Regions from separate parts of the Mus musculus genome. Here region 1 is linked to region 2. The links are chromatin contacts, called in public HiChIP or PLAC-seq maps. All regions are on one chromosome and are shown on one strand. Each heading gives the region's core, a stretch centred on a gene start, on an enhancer-like site or on the middle of the called end of the contact. The rest is flanking DNA. Distances are from core to core; before and after follow the strand shown.

Region 1 (2,937 bases), core at 23-2,522, 110 kb after region 2:
CAACTAGCCTCGTGGGACTGAACAATTACTAGACTCCTGGACGTTCCATTCCTAGCCACCCATTGTTAGGTTGGTTGGGCTACAGACTGTAAGTCAGTACAATAAATTCCCTTAATATATAGAGATATCCCATAAGTTCTGTGACTCTAGAGAACACTGACTAATACACCAAGTATTGGTCATCTGATGCCCTTTGAAACAACTAGAGATGTGTCGAACTCTGGCCCACCAAAGTCCTTTAAGTGCTTCCAGCAATTAAAAAGAACTGTCTTAACCTCTTCTTAGGCCACTCTTCTCAAGAGACAAAATTGCTAGTACCCAAAGCCCTGGTGTCCCTCTGGAAGCTCTCTAGCATGTTTTCCGTACACATGGACACCAGACTTGCAAGCATACTGACAGGTGATATCCTTTTGGTATGCCAAGTCTCCAGGGCTCTGCAAACATGTGGCCTCTCTTCTAAACTTCAGTTTAGGACTCTACTAAACCTGTTTCCACACATTTCCCTGCATGTCCAGGTGAGTCTCCATGATGTTAGCTAACCCACAGCAACCCTTCTTAGCTTAGTGTTACTGCCAGTATCTCAGGGACGTCAAGCACGACTTGAATATAATATGATTAATGCAACCTCCTGGGCCCATCTCGTCTCAGTAGAGGGTCAACAGCCTGGTTCGGCATTACAGTGATCCCCATTTGATGGCTTACCTCCCAATGCCAATGAAGATCTACATGACCTGTCTTAGCAGATCTCCTGGGACCCTCATAGCCAACTCCTCTCTTCTTCATGGCCTGTTTTCTCATGTGTCTTGCCTCCATGCCTTGGTGAGGGAAACTAGACACACACCTTCCTTTGACCTCCGCACTGGCTATATGCTAGGCACGAGGGTTTTGTCTAGACACAGGCTTGGATAGCTATGTATCTAGCTCTTCATTTACCTTCTCTACACTTTCCAGGAGCCATTCCCCACACAGCCAATGCTTCCCAACCTGTGATGATTTTGTTGTTGTTTTTTTCTTCTTGCTGCTGTACCATCAATAATTAGAACTGTGCCCGGCACACAGTTAGTTCTCAATACAAATTTGTTGGATTAACGAATGGATCTGTTCATCAGGAATCATTGTTATAATACAATGGTAATAATGTACAGTAGTACAATAATGGAAAAACTTGTGGTAATAGGTTGGGTCCCCTTGGCACTTCTGGTACAAGCCCCAGTAATGTCATAGCTGGATGTCAGTCCCCATTCCTGTGTAGTGTGATCACAGGAGGGCTGAGGTGAGACTATTCTTCCAGGCTCATTTAGAGACTGCAGAGGAAAGAGACAGCCACCTGTGGAAGGTAGGGTTGTCCTACAAACCATTCAAGCACAAATGAAAAAGAGGCACATAACCTTCCCAACATAATCACAAGGGTCTCTCTGGTGCCCTCCTTTGGGCTCCACGCCCACCCAGACATCCTAGCCTGGAAGACTTCCATGTAGAAACACTGTATCATCCATCTAATACAGTATCTGAATGATTGATACAATGTTAAGACATTCATGTGATGTCTTACTAGTCACAAGACATTACAGGGAACCGCCTGAAAATTATACTTCTGGTGTTTGCCTAGAGGGGCAGACACCAAATTCCATAAATTCTCAGGGCTAGAAAGCTGAAGCCCATGTGACCAAGTGGCTAGTCAGGAGGCCAGGTCAGAGCCAGGATAAATAAAGGAGAAATGGTTGCCAATAGTAACCTGTCCCAGGTTCTTCCAAGCCAAAGCCTCCTGAAGATATTTCTCTTCCAATACTGCCTACCCAGGAGGCTAAAGATACTGGAATCTGGGCTGGCTCACCAGCAGGCCCTCTCTCCTCTAGCTCTCAGATGCCTTATGTGAAAATAGTGGATTATACTAGCCCTGATCTGGCCACACAATACCAACAAGCCCATATGACCTAAAATACTTGGGTAGGGTCACAATATGGCTCAGTGGGTTAAAGTGCTTGTCACCAAGACTAATGACTTGAACTTGATCCCAGGGCCCATATACTAGAAGGAAAGAATCGACTCTTGAAAGAAGCTGTCCTCTGCCTCCCATGAATGTACATGCACACGCACACACAGTAAACAAAAAAAATGGAAAATAAACAAATAGAAAAGTATTTAAATATTTAATGTGGCCAGTTAACACTGACAGGGGTTCTAAGTAGAAGCACTCACTGACTTCACAGACATTATAATTTTTAAGAAGCAAACTTATTGAGAAACCTAACTACATTAAATGTATAATACTTTGATAATATTACAATATTAAAATTAATTTCACCAATTTATTTTTAATCTTTTTTCCCAAAACATGATCCAGTATTTGGGAGGCAGAGGCAATATGATCAGGAATTTAAGATTATCTTCTATACAGAGCAGATCCGAGACCAGCCTGGGCTACATAAGACCCTGTCTCAAAACAAAACAAACAAAGGCTGAGGTAAGTGCAATTGTCACCAAGCTTGATGACCTGGATTTGATTCGCAGGAACTATGTAGAGACAAACAGAATCCACTTCCATTAAGTTGTTCTCTGACCTCCACATGTAGTACACTGAGACATGTGCATGCACATATGCATGTGTAAACATGCATACATACAAAAATAATAAAATAATTTCATTTTTCTTCTTCGTCTTCATCTTCGTCTTCTTTGAGACAGGGTTTCTCTACATAACTCTGGATGTCCAGATACTACTATGTAGACTAGGTTAGCCTCCAACTCACAGAGATCCTCTTGACTCTGACTCTCAAGTGCTGAGGTTAATGCTGTATATACCACTTTTTATTTTATTTTCTGTGTGTTTATGTGTGTACCTGAATATATATGCACTGCATGCATGCAGCTCTGCAGAACCCAGAAGAGAGCATCAGAGCTCCTAGGTGGAGTTACAAGCAGTTGCTCTGCAACTTA
Region 2 (3,009 bases), core at 128-2,627:
GAAGATGTAGCCTCTGGATGCCTCCGGGCATAAGCCTTGAGTTCCTGGGGTCTCGTTATCAGCCCAAAGAGAGGAGTTGTATGGCAGCCAAAGGATCCAAAGTTCAGGACACCAAGTAGGCATGGGGAGAACAGAAGGATCAAGGGCTGTGGGATGGGAGAGGGCAAAAAGAAACATTGGCTAACCATTATATAGGGCTGTCACTGAGAGAACACAAAGAAAATTCTGAAGCTCTTTTGATGGTTGACTCCAGCTGCCCTTCTCCAGCTCTAGTCAACACTGGGACTCATGGTACAGCCCAGGCTGCTCCCCAATCCTTCCCCAGAGCTGCCAGGGCAGGAGCTGGGTGGACCCCTGAAAGAGGACGTATAGACTGTCAACAGTCAAACATCTCTGAGCTTAGCCTGCAGCCTCTCTCCAGCCTGTGAATCAGGCAAATTGGGGTTGCTGCCTCTTCTCTGCTAAGAAGCCTCAGGCTCCAAGGAGGCAGGCTACGAACCACTTCGAACATTAAGCCTCCTTAGCTCCAGCATCCTTCTCTCTAGAGCTTAGAGGTTCCTCCACAGTTGTCTATCCAGACCAAGGAAGAACTTTGCCCACCACTCCCCCAAATGTACCCTGAATGAGCACACACACACACACACACACACACACACACACACACACACACGGCAGGGAGGGAAGGAGGGAGAGAGAGAGAAACTATAAAAATATGGACCTCATAAAACAATGTCTGTGCTTCCTCCCAAGAGGATCTTTCACTACTTATTCAACAAATGTATATAGATGTCCCTGTGAGTTGGGTACTGACCTAGGCACAGCAATGCCACCAGGACCATGGCAGATAAGACCTTTCCTGTTCTTTGCCGTTCGTCGATGAAGAAGACAAAATGAGAACTGCAACAGAAAGCCATGGGGGTGTTACACAGGGTGACCAGAGCAAGCCCCTCTGGGGAGACGATGGCACCCTTATTGACCCTTATGCAGAGGGGCTGATGGGCCAGGGCCTGGGGACAAAGAAAGATGGGTGGACTGGTGTCTCATGGATACTAGGGATCATGGGTGAAAGTGTTTGTGGGCAACTCTAAGTGCAAGTCATGTTTCAAGTACAGTGTGGGAGCCCCAGAGGATTTGAGGTAGAACAGGGACAGGACGAATTCAAGTTTTGCATAAATGTCTCCATTATAGGATGGAGAATTCACTGCTGGTCAGTTAAAGATCAGCCCTGTCAAAGCCTAACTTCTGTGAGTTCCCCCCATGCTGGCTGAAAGCAAGAAGATGGCCTGGCTGGCTTCCCATCCTTCCTGCTGCCACACAAAGCCTTCTGTGTGGCTGTTGCTGACTCACAAGGCAGTTGTGCCCAGATGGCTGTCTGTGGAGCCAGCCATCTGGGTTGACATGGTATCTGAGGAATTCCTGGAAACCCAACCAGGAAACCACTTGGGTGACCAATGGGATGAAACATCCTCACTGTTACCCCAAGACAATGAATCTGGGCTGCTCTGGGGGCAGGGCTGAGTGGGGAAGGGGGTTGACCAAGCTGGTAAACCAAAACCAATGACTTAAATGAGCTTGACTCTATACAGTTGTCAAGCACAAAAGCAGTGAGCTGACAGCAGCCCAGAATGGGACAACAGTCCTCCAACCCTAGCCCTAGGCAGCCTTCTATCCAACTCATGTTGCAAGGGAAGAAACCTTGACCACAAGCTCCAGCTCCAAGTTCAAGGTCATCTCAGGGATAACTATAAGGTCCTATGGTGCTTCTAGATACAGAATCTTGTTGAATGGGGTGAGGGTGGGTGTCAGAGGGGAGGCTAGCTTAATATATCAACAAGTAGAAGCTTTACCTGCCTGGATGTGCCTTCCAAATCCTCTTTTCCTTCTTTGCTTCCTCCCTGATAACCTTGGGCTAGCCTTTTTCTCTTGGGCCTCAGTTTCTTTGTGTCCATGTAGAGTGGACTGTGTAATATCTCCCCATCCTATCCCTCCAAAGAGATGCCCTTGTTCTTTGTAGCAGAGCTCAGAGAGGGTTTTCAGGGGCTCCCCACCCACAGAGGGTGAGCGATAGATGCCTTACACTGCCCACTGTAGGGCAGGTGCCAGAGGAAAGACACTTCAGAAGAAGAGACCGAGCCTAGATGCTACCCAAACCCAGGGTGACAGAAAGGTCAACTACAAAGAGGCACCACCTCTATGATGAGGACCTGAATGGGAGTTTCTGCTCCCCTCTGTTCAAGGGGCCAGTTGGGTCAGGTATGTATGTTCACTCTGGTTGGCCCTGTGTGAAGCAGGCTCAAAACCAGAGACTGCCTGGGCTCCACTCGGGTCTTCCCCGGGTCTTCCCCAGGCCTCGGTCCCCCAACAGTTAATGCAAATTTAGTTCCTGACTGACAACAGGAGCAACACCAAAACAGTCAACTATTTTTATCTCCCGATTAATCACAAAAAGGCTAACGCTTCCACCTTCCTTGTGATTAAAAATTAGGAGACCAAACTCTATAGTGGTTCAGGATAATAACCAATCCTGTGAGGGGATGCATGAATAATGCATCTCCAGGCCTGGGCTTCTCTGAGACTTCCTCCCCTCCCCACATGGTCCTAGCAATGGGCCCCATCTGAATGGAGAGGTAATGAGTAGCCCCCTACACACACACACACACACACACACACACACACACACACACACACACACACACATCTCCCATCTGAGCTACAGCTGCCAAGTACGAGTGTTGATTTCTATTCAGCGGATGGCCCCCCAAACATCCTCCCTCCTCACCCACTCCACCCCACCCACTGCACCCCCCACCCCTCCCACCCCCATCTGGTGTGCAGCGAGGCGAAGGCCAATCAATAATGCATGGCTACATGAATAACCAGCATGATAACCACTTATTTGGGAAGATGTAATCAGGACCCATTCTGAGGGTGGATGTTTGTGTGTGTGAATGTGTGTGCGTGCCTAAGAACTCCCACAAACACAGCCCTTCTCCGCTCCCGATTCCCCTC

What was found. HiChIP or PLAC-seq counts read pairs in DNA pulled down with a chosen protein or histone mark.
Region 1: a contact with region 2 is called in an HNF4G HiChIP or PLAC-seq map of pancreatic cancer cells. The contact joins two enhancer-like sites. A contact is called at or near these places in 1 of 484 Hi-C or Micro-C datasets (nephron progenitors), 3 of 115 datasets of contacts at active chromatin or transcription factors (astrocytes, double positive thymocytes and pancreatic cancer cells) and 2 of 9 other capture datasets (adipose tissue and liver).

The regions. Positions count from the first base shown.
Region 1 is chr9:35,094,254-35,097,190 of GRCm38.p6, forward strand. The region is part of intron 1 of St3gal4 (ST3 beta-galactoside alpha-2,3-sialyltransferase 4); the gene reads right to left. Among named protein-coding and RNA genes, the nearest start is that of 4930581F22Rik, 21 kb to the right of the region's middle. Within about 2 kb of position 1,273, at least 15 of the 459 cell types and tissues checked have an H3K27ac peak or open chromatin away from gene starts, as enhancers often do. A contact at or near this core is called in pancreatic cancer cells, where this site is marked.
Region 2 is chr9:34,984,999-34,988,007 of GRCm38.p6, forward strand. All of the region lies in intron 4 of Kirrel3 (kirre like nephrin family adhesion molecule 3), which reads left to right. It overlaps Kirrel3os (a long non-coding RNA gene), which reads right to left. Exons shown (of 16, transcript XR_003948304.1): 4 at 812-897; 5 at 1-146. Among named protein-coding and RNA genes, the nearest start is that of Kirrel3os, 21 kb to the right of the region's middle. Within about 2 kb of position 1,378, at least 61 of the 459 cell types and tissues checked have an H3K27ac peak or open chromatin away from gene starts, as enhancers often do. A contact at or near this core is called in pancreatic cancer cells, where this site is marked.